2 separate regions of the Mus musculus genome follow, and region 2 is linked to region 1. A link is a contact called in public HiChIP or PLAC-seq data. All regions are on one chromosome and are shown on one strand. The core of a region is the stretch at or near the end of the contact, and the rest is flanking DNA. Distances in the headings are between cores, read along the strand shown.

Region 1 (4,620 bases), core at 1,223-3,722:
ACAGGCTGGACTTGAACTGTTGATGCTTCTGCCTCAGCTTCCTGGGTTCTGGGATTATAGGTATGCACCATCACGACCAGCAGAGTCACAGCAAAACTTCTTACTCTCAGTCTCACCTGGAAATTGGTGGCCAATTGTGATGAAGACAGGCACACCTTTGGCTGAGATTGAGCACACTCATAAATCAATCAATCAATCTTTGTTTTTCTTGCAAGGATGCACATTGGCTGAGCAGGCTGAGGGAACTTCCTCTCACCAAATAACACCTTTGTCAGGCCAACTCACCCCAAGTTTTGGCCTTGATGGTTCAATTTGGAAGCCCACTACCTTCCTAAGCAAGTTATTGAACCCCTTTGTATGTTAGAGTCTGGATAATAGTTTCCTCACATGGGTTGTTGGGAGGATTTGAGGAGCCAAATGAGTTGTTCCCTAGTACAGTATCTCAGCCACAAAGAGAGTTCAATAGACACACCTGTTTTAAGTGTTAAGGTAGCCCTCCCTATCTGGGTTCCTTTCCAAGGTTTTAGTTACCACCAACCAACTGAAACTATTAAATGGAAACTTTTAAAGGCTATGAAAAACTAAGAGGAATTTCTTCAGTTTTAAATTGGACACTGTTCTCAGGAGCATAATAAAATCATATGTAGTCCCACGCAGGACAGGAGTCATTCTTTTGTCCAGTGTATCTAATCGGAATACTCTACAAACCCATTAGTCACTTAGTTGCCTTTCTGGTTATCAGAGCTACTGTTACAATATGGAAGTGTGTTTCTCTAAGTATTTTATTTAATGGCCTCAAAATACAAGAATAATGATGTTGATAGTTCAGTTTTGCATAAAGAAAAGCCACAGGATGCCTCGTTTAAGTGCATATGCAAATGTTTGTGGCAGGTGTGTATTTTTTGGAGAGATGTAGTATATGGCACTGTCCTCCATGGTTTCTGTCATCCAGTACTGGTCTCAGAATGGGCCATGTTGATGGAGATACTGTGACCCGAAGAAGTCCCTGGCATATGGATTTCAGCTCATGCTGAGTATACTGGTAACAGAGACCTCAAGAATATCAGTCTTCACATGAAAGATGGAAATCCACGCACACATGGTTGTGTGCATTTGTGTGTGCTGTGTAGAGGCATCGTGGCCTTCACGAGAGCCTGGGATATCATTAAGGACTTGAGCTCCTCTTTAACAAGGACAGAATGAACAAGCTTTATATTTGTTTATTCTGGATTGGGGAGGTGGGGAAATTTAATTGTCTCCAAAGACAGTGGACCAGGCACTGCCTATGGGTTGCCAGCACAATGGCTGTTCTAAGGGTATTAGCAGGGCATTCAGTGTTGTACAGAGGCCTAGAGCTCACACAGGTCCTGCCCCTGAACACGCTGCTCAAACACACAATCCACATGATCACCCTGACAGTGAGCAACAAGAAGATATCTAAGATGAAGAACGGTTCATTTTCTGGATTACCTCTTCTCAAAAGACTAAATGCTGCTGGAGGCCATGCCAATGCCCGTGATTCATACTGACAACAGAGATCATCATATTGATGTCTGTGATCTGTGCAGTTGGCAGAGACCAGGCTGATATCCATGACATATGTTGCTGCTGGCTGCTGTGAGTAAGGAAATGTCTATTGTAGTTCTCATAACCAAAAGTGAGACACATTGAAGGCTTCTGTGACAACTTTGTTCCCAGCCCCTCCCCCAAAGAAACAGTCCAGACAGAAAGCTATTGAAGAGAGTCTTTTGGAAATGTGATAAAGATGGTCAAGTGTAGCTCTTTACAACTGATGGCTTCTGATAGGGATTGGAGGTGATGAAGAACTCATTTTTTCTTTAAGGGGCTGGCCCCTGGGAGTTTGACCATGTTCCAGTGAGTATATAGACAACACAAACTGGACTTAGTGGGATTTTTTGGTGCGGGGGTGCATGAGGGTGGGAGGGTAGACCTGGGAAGAGTGGAAAGTAAGTGTGATAGGGTGCATTGTATAAAATTCCCAAATAATTAATAAAAATATTATGCCGGGGAGGGGAAAGACAGTGGACTAATACTTGGTCTGGACAGCCAGCTTGTTAAGGGCAGAAGATAAAGGCTCACTATCAAGTAGAAGAAGGGCATTGGGGACACGGGTGTCTACCCAAGGTCAAGTTTAACTGGTTACTTCCTGGGAAATAAGAACCCGGTGAAGGGTGATGGTCAAGGAGCAGTAAACGGGGTGATCTTGTGATCTGTATTTGCATGTCAGCAGAGAGAGACTGACCTGAAAAATCAAGCTACCAAGTACGGTAACAGTCAAAGATGGTCATGTAGTCATAGGTGCAAGTGATAGCCAAAAATAGTCATCTTTACATTTGGTGGCCCGGTGAGCACAACCACTTCCAGTTTATTTTCAAGTTAGTTGGAGGATCAGTGGTATTTGAGGGCAGAGCCAGGAAGTCTGGTGTGTCATAAAAAGAATAAGGCTGTGTTCCTTCCTGCGACCGGAAAGATGGGCTACAGCTCCCTGTTGCTGAGCTGGACAGCTAGTCCGTTTCCTCTTCATATGGAGGAATGTGGGTATTCTTTGTAATAGCTTTCTTTTACTATCACAACTAATTCTCATTGTATACAGGTGGCTGGAGATGCGGGCAGGGGAAAGCAACCAAAGATAGGACCCTTCTCTAAAGAATCTGAGAACAAAGAAGCTGAGGCAGGAGGATCGCCAAGAGTTCTAGGCCAGCCTGAGCTTTTAAAGAGTGAGACTTTGTTTATGGGTTAGCAAGATAGCCCAGCAGATAAAAACTCTTGTTGTTGCAAGACTGACAGCCTAAGTTTAGTTCCCAGAACCCATGGTGGGAAAATGAAAGCAAATTCTGAAAGTGTCCTCCGATCTCCACACGTGCACGTAGCATGCACATGCCTGCATTCATCTCTCTCTCTCTCCGTCTCTGTCTCTCTCTGAAAACACACACACACACACACACACACACACACACACACACACACACACACACAGTTGCATAACTCCTTACATCTACTGGCTGTGGTAGAGGAGCTTGTCCATCTCTTGGGTCCATTCCCTAAGTCCTAGGAAAAGCCAGACTTGGCTTTCCTGTATCACAGAGCGATTGTTCTAGAAGAGTAGTGGATAATGGACATCAGGGACAATGACTGTCCCAGGGAGGAGTAGACTACCCATTGTACACACGCAGATGTCACTTCAGAGTAGGGCCCTCTCCCAGCTGCTCTTTGACACCACGGTCCTCTGCTCCCAAAGGAGAGCCCAGTGGCCGCGATGCAAGCAGCTGGGACTCCACTTTCTGTCCTCTAGAGTTACAGATGTCAATTACCCCAGCTATGCTCGTGGCTCGGCGTCGTGGAGAACAGTGAGTGACGTCATGGCTCAAATGGTGCTCTCAAGTACAGACAAAACCAGGTGGGGGTGTCCTAATAGAACCCAGGAACTGAGACATCAGCGCCGTTTATGGCATTAATTGAAACTAATTGAAATTCATCTGCCCTTACCTCTGTACTTTCCGTGGAAATGAAAGGGAGGGTGAAAGTGAAAAACAAAAACAACAAACCACCCTAATGGCTTGGAATGGATCAATTATTTTCATCTGTAGCTAAATACAGTTTACTGCCTTATTAAAAGCATGTTTGTGGAGGAACAAACATTAAAATTCCAGTGCACGCGTCACCGACGACAGAACCTTTGTTACAGCGAATGCATTCTTCCCTTTATGTTTGGCAGGGAAAAATGAGGCAGGTCAGGCTGGGGTCAGAGAAACCTTATGCTCTGATTTATACAAAGCAGAAATAGTATTGTCTATTTGTAGGCAAGATAGGCTTTGTCAACAAGTGTTTTTTCAAAGTATCCTATGATTTTTTAAAAAATTCTTTCATTAACTAGCAAGTTCTTGATTTCATCCAGATAAAATTCCAATTAGAGTATTTTAAAATCCTGGATCGTGCATCCATTTGCAAGCACAGCACAGGCTCTGGCTGCTGGGTGGGAAGCCTTCTCCCTATGTCTGCATGTTCTGGGCCCACCCACTGGCTGCAATGTGACTTTGACCTCTCCACTCTGCTTTCTGTGGGGGTGGGGTGGGGTGGGGATAACAATAAAACCTATCTTCCAGGCCTGTCTGGGGATGAAGAGGTCATAGAGAATGACCATATGTCTCTTTTGAAGTGGACGGAGGAAACAGAAGTCTTTGTTAAACTAGGACAGAATAGGGCCAGAGAGATGATGGCTCAGAGGATGACGGGCTCTGTGAGCCAACTGGTGACATGAGCTTGAGCCCAGAGCCTGAGGGTGGAAGGAGAGAACTGACTCCAGACTGCTGCCCTCTGACCTCCACAAGCATGCCATGACAGCCATGTACCCCAGGGTTCAGAAAATAATAATAATACACATCATAACTATCATTATTATTATTTAAACAATAAATCTGAACAGAGATCAGGGGTGGTAGTACACACTGTGATCCCAGCATTTAGGAGAACCTTGTCTCAAAAATTAAAGACCACCCCCCCCCGACACACACCCCACTTTGTGGTACGTGTCGGCAATCCCAGGATTTGGGGGTCATCCTCAGCTACGTAGCCTGGAAGAAGGTGATCCTTCTCCAACTT
Region 2 (4,540 bases), core at 1,107-3,606, 300 kb after region 1:
TGTGAACACAGGATGACTCTGAGATTTCCACAAATGATTGCTGCTCTGCTTTTTTCTACCCAAATGAAAATTCCATTTTCTACTACACTAGTACATTACAAGGCCTCAAAACTATGAGCTTTGTGTGAGTCGTCATTATGAATCAAAGTTCCAACTAGACCATAGTTTAAAGATGGATGATAATGGGAACCTGAGAAAAAAGACAGGCCAATATGGCATGAAGGGGCAGTCTCATCTTTCTCAGGTCATCTTTGCCTTCTCTTGAGTATTTTTCCATAGAAGTCACACAAGGCTTATGCACACACTGCAGTCTACCCATACAAAGCAAAGACTAGGCTCTTTTCACAGGTCTGCTAGAATATTTAGCCCCAGGTCCCTACACTCTAGGGCCAGGCCTTCCGGTTATCTTCTTACTCTATATCACAAGATGGTGAAATGATACTACTCTATTTGTCATTCCTGTATCAGTAGAGGGAGCCCAAGAGCTTCCAAACTTCCTGAAAAATAATTGGCCAAAAATAATTGTGGACAGAGGGAAGAGAGGGTTTTTTTTCTTTTCTCTGAAGCCTGGTGCCAAATACTGGTGGATGCCAGTTTCTGAGTTCTGAGCAGAAGTAAATAAGAACTGAGCCAACTCTGGCAGCATCTTTGTAAAGATAAAGAACATCGCCATCTGGTGGGATGCAACACAGCCACAGCACCATGGCTTCCAAATTAGAGTGTCCCCACTGGTCCTCAGCACAGCAGACGGAGGACACAGAGCCTGCTACCACCAGCTGTCTGCCTTCCCAAAAGGCAGGCCTAATACATCTTTTAAGGCTTTGTTTTTGCAAAACTGTTAAGAGGGACTTCTCAGATGGAGAAAATCCAAGCCTGCAGAAAGAACTGGAAATGGCAGGAATGGAAGAATGGGCGAGAGAAGCGGAAGGAAAGGAACAGCCACATTCCTTGCTGTGTGTTACACTGTATTCAGCGAGAGCTCTATACAAGGGACAGGAGAATGATGGTTTAACACCTTTTCCTTCCTAATGGGTCTCGGGCTCCCTCTGCTGGCACGATGTTGTTGAAGAAAGTTCATGTTGGGCTGAGGCTGCTCCCATTCTACTGTGTCCATCTGAGTGGCTTTTTTTTTTTTAACTAATGAAAATGATTTTCCTACTGATGTAAAATGTAAAGACACAGGATTTCCTTTCAAACAAACAAAAAAAATGACATCTGAGTTACAAAACAATTGTGCAATAAATTTAGATTTGATGCATCCTGTTTTAAATGTCACACAATTTTTGTTTAAATCACTTTGAAGAACAGAATTCTGCCTCAGACTCAGTTCATTTATCCTCTGTGAAGTCTAATAACACTCGATCAAAAGCACTAACTTTCCTGTCTCTTGAGGATGTAGTTTCTCAACACCATTCCTAACCCACTGTTTTCTAAAGCTCCACTAAAACCATCAGCAAAATGATCATAAGGATTCGTGGCTTTTACCCCCACTGAGAAGAGTCAGCATGACTGAAGTAAATGTGTATGTTCTGCAGCTAACTTCTATTTTCTCCAGATGTCTGTCTACTTTTCATTCACTCTTTAATTACAGACTTCCTTATTTCATCTTATTAAATAAGCAAAAATTCTATGTTCCATTTATCCCTCATGCAAGGATGCACAAGCACAATTAGAATGTAAGGTCCTAGTTTAAAAAATACCACTGGTGATACCAACTTGATCTCACAAAAGCCCAGGAGATGCTTTCCATTTAGCACTCTCCATGTCCACAAGGTCCTGCTTCCTGAGAGTAAGTTAGTCCAGGTCCTAACTGGAAGAACTTCCATGGAGCTTGTGGAAAGACAGAGAGGCAGCTCAGCAAGGCCTCCCCTTAGGTCCCATATACTGGGATAAAGGAAGACAGTCTATCTGCTAGTTATAACCATTACAACATTCCCAAAAGAAAAAAGAAAAATCTACCCTTGCATAGCATGCAAATGCTACAGACTGATAAATGTCCCAACAGAGAAAAAAGTAACACTGCAAGACAAGCGGGAGGGACTGTTTTCAAGAAAAAGAGAGGGGACTCCCCAGCTGTCACAACTACTCCCAAGGTGCACAGATTTCTCCCTACTCATATTAATGGAAGTGGGTCATTTTGACTCTCCCCAAATTTAAACACCATTTGCTTCCCACACCTCCAGATCTACTACCATTGCTTCTATTATTACAATTCTGGTGGGTTGACTCACACAGATTAGAAACCAAAACAAAGACTTCTGCCATAATAAAAACAAAACTAGCAACCACTGACACAGTGAAACTAAAAGAAAAGCAAAAAACAAAAAACCTCAACTTGTAGCCAGCAAGAAGGAGAACTGAAATGACTTACTTATCATTTAGCTGCAGCTTAGCAGTAGATCGCCATCCACTCAGAGGTACATCAGAACACAAACCATGCTGCAAATTACCAGCCAAGTAGAATGGCTACTCACTTCTCTCAGCCTAGTCTACTCACGGGACAGTCACAAAGGACAATGGTATCACACTAACTAATAAAGCACACCTGGAGTCAGACTGAGAAGGCACTCATTACTGTACCTGTCACATCAAATGGCAGTAGCAGTTTGTCCTTAAAGTCACCCTGCTATAAAATCAGTGAAGATGGCAGAGATAGGGAGACACAGACCTGCTCCAGCCTGCTCCACTTTACAGGGCTATTTGCCCATCTGCACAATAGATCCTTAGGTCTGACCATCTTCTGGTCTAGGCTGCTTCCAGTGAGGATATTGAGTAGGATCTCTGGCTTCTACCTACCAGACAACCAAAAATGTCTCCAGATGTTGCCAAATCATTCCTAGTTGAGAGTCACTGCAGAAAGTCACTCAATTTCTGCTGGTGCCATGTACACACACACACACACACACACACACACACACGAAGAATTTGAGTGAATGAAAATATAACTCTGAATAAGAACAAAACTTTTACAAATGAAGAGATATTAATAGGAAGAATTTTTTTTTTCTGAGAACATATTCCAGAAAAACAAGTAAAAAAAACTTAAATGTAACAGTACGGAAATAAAATAGAGAAAGAAATAAAACTTTTTACATTAAAGATTTCTTTTTGGTGTCAATTAGCCAAATACCTAGCAAATTCTTTCCAATGCCTCATTCATCACCTCTAAGAAGATGCCTTTCCTGGACAAGCTGATCCGCAAGCATTTACTGCTCAGCAGCCACTCACCTGAGAGTCCCCCTCCGATGCCAGCAGCCTCACTGTTTTCACACTCAGTGTTTACTAAAGAGAGTTTCTAAGCAACATTATAGTCCCCATTCTCAGTTAAAACTAACTTCTTTCCTCATGGTATTTTACTTCAGCTTTGATTTTATTTTGCCAAACTACAATGGTGCTACAGTGTCTGAGCTATAGAAACTGTACTCACACTATCTCCAGTACTGAAAACATCTTAATCTATATCTATATTCAGAACATAAAAGGAACATGAAAACATTTCCCTCTTAAGATATAATTCACCTTAAAATCACTGAAAAATATCTCTTTGTAGATTTAATTATTCAACACATAAAATAAATTCCCTTTGAGAAGTGACTAGGCAAAACATGAGAAAACTAATTTTTGGTATTACAACACCCTCCTTTGTAACTGGCACAACAGTGATTACACACAGTGGTAGGACACAGTGTGGCATCTTGATGCATGGACAATGTGGGAGAAGTGACATTGGAGCAGGATAACTCATGTACCTATTACCCTCTCATTTACGTGACAAGCTCATTCAAAATGCCCTACTCAGGCCATTACAAGATATACAATAGATTATTACTAACTCTATTCACATTGCTGTGCTAGAGAAAAAAATACACATAAACTTAATCCAGTTGAATTAACTGGGTGAAGTCTAAGAACAAATGTTTTGAAAATTAGCACTGGTTAGTGTTTTTTGTTTTTGTTTTTTTTTTAATTAAAATCTCTATTACAGCCATGAATCTGATAACTAGCAGGATTGTAGAATTTTTGACTACCTAATAGCTACTAAACATGAACTACACAAAAACAACAATTAATATTTTTTGAAATTTAGCACAAGTGCAACAGACACCTTCTGAGTGTGACTGGGGGTGGCAGGAGGGAGAAGCCAGGGGGTGTGGACGGACACATGAGACAACAGTACAGTACCTGACAGCCTGTGAGAGCAAGAGGAGTAAGAGAGACCAGGTAAGAGAGCGCTCACGGTATGGAGGAGGAGCGGGACGCTTTTAGTAGCAGGCAAAGCCTCAGAGAGGTGGACACAGTTGCTGATAGACTGGCTTCGCTTAGCTTCCAGGAGAGATAAAGTAACATTATATCAGAGCACATCAAGAGCTTTTTCCACTTCTAAGTTCTTAAGGTGCTGCGTTCCCCCAAACATTTAAAGGAAGCCATTTTAGGCTTTAAAGAAATCAATAAAATGAGAGAACTAAATCACAGTCTCTAAATACAGCCAACCTTGCAGCCAAACACTGATGACTTAGAATGGTTATTCCACAAAAAGAAC

Evidence for each region. HiChIP or PLAC-seq counts read pairs in DNA pulled down with a chosen protein or histone mark.
Region 2: a BATF HiChIP or PLAC-seq map of CD8 T cells shows a contact between it and region 1, with 6 read pairs. The contact joins two enhancer-like sites. A contact is called at or near these places in 5 of 484 Hi-C or Micro-C datasets (B cells, cortical neurons, embryonic stem cells and 2 more), 3 of 115 datasets of contacts at active chromatin or transcription factors (CD8 T cells, differentiating embryonic stem cells and embryonic stem cells) and 1 of 9 other capture datasets (liver).

The regions. Positions count from the first base shown.
Region 1 is chr2:146,114,044-146,118,663 of GRCm38.p6, forward strand. All of the region lies in intron 21 of Cfap61 (cilia and flagella associated protein 61), which reads left to right. Among named protein-coding and RNA genes, the nearest start is that of Gm34629, 17 kb to the left of the region's middle. Within about 2 kb of position 2,473, at least 31 of the 459 cell types and tissues checked have an H3K27ac peak or open chromatin away from gene starts, as enhancers often do. A contact at or near this core is called in CD8 T cells, where this site is marked.
Region 2 is chr2:146,414,180-146,418,719 of GRCm38.p6, forward strand. The region is part of intron 16 of Ralgapa2 (Ral GTPase activating protein, alpha subunit 2 (catalytic)); the gene reads right to left. Among named protein-coding and RNA genes, the nearest start is that of Ralgapa2, 96 kb to the right of the region's middle. Within about 2 kb of position 2,357, at least 18 of the 459 cell types and tissues checked have an H3K27ac peak or open chromatin away from gene starts, as enhancers often do. A contact at or near this core is called in CD8 T cells, where this site is marked.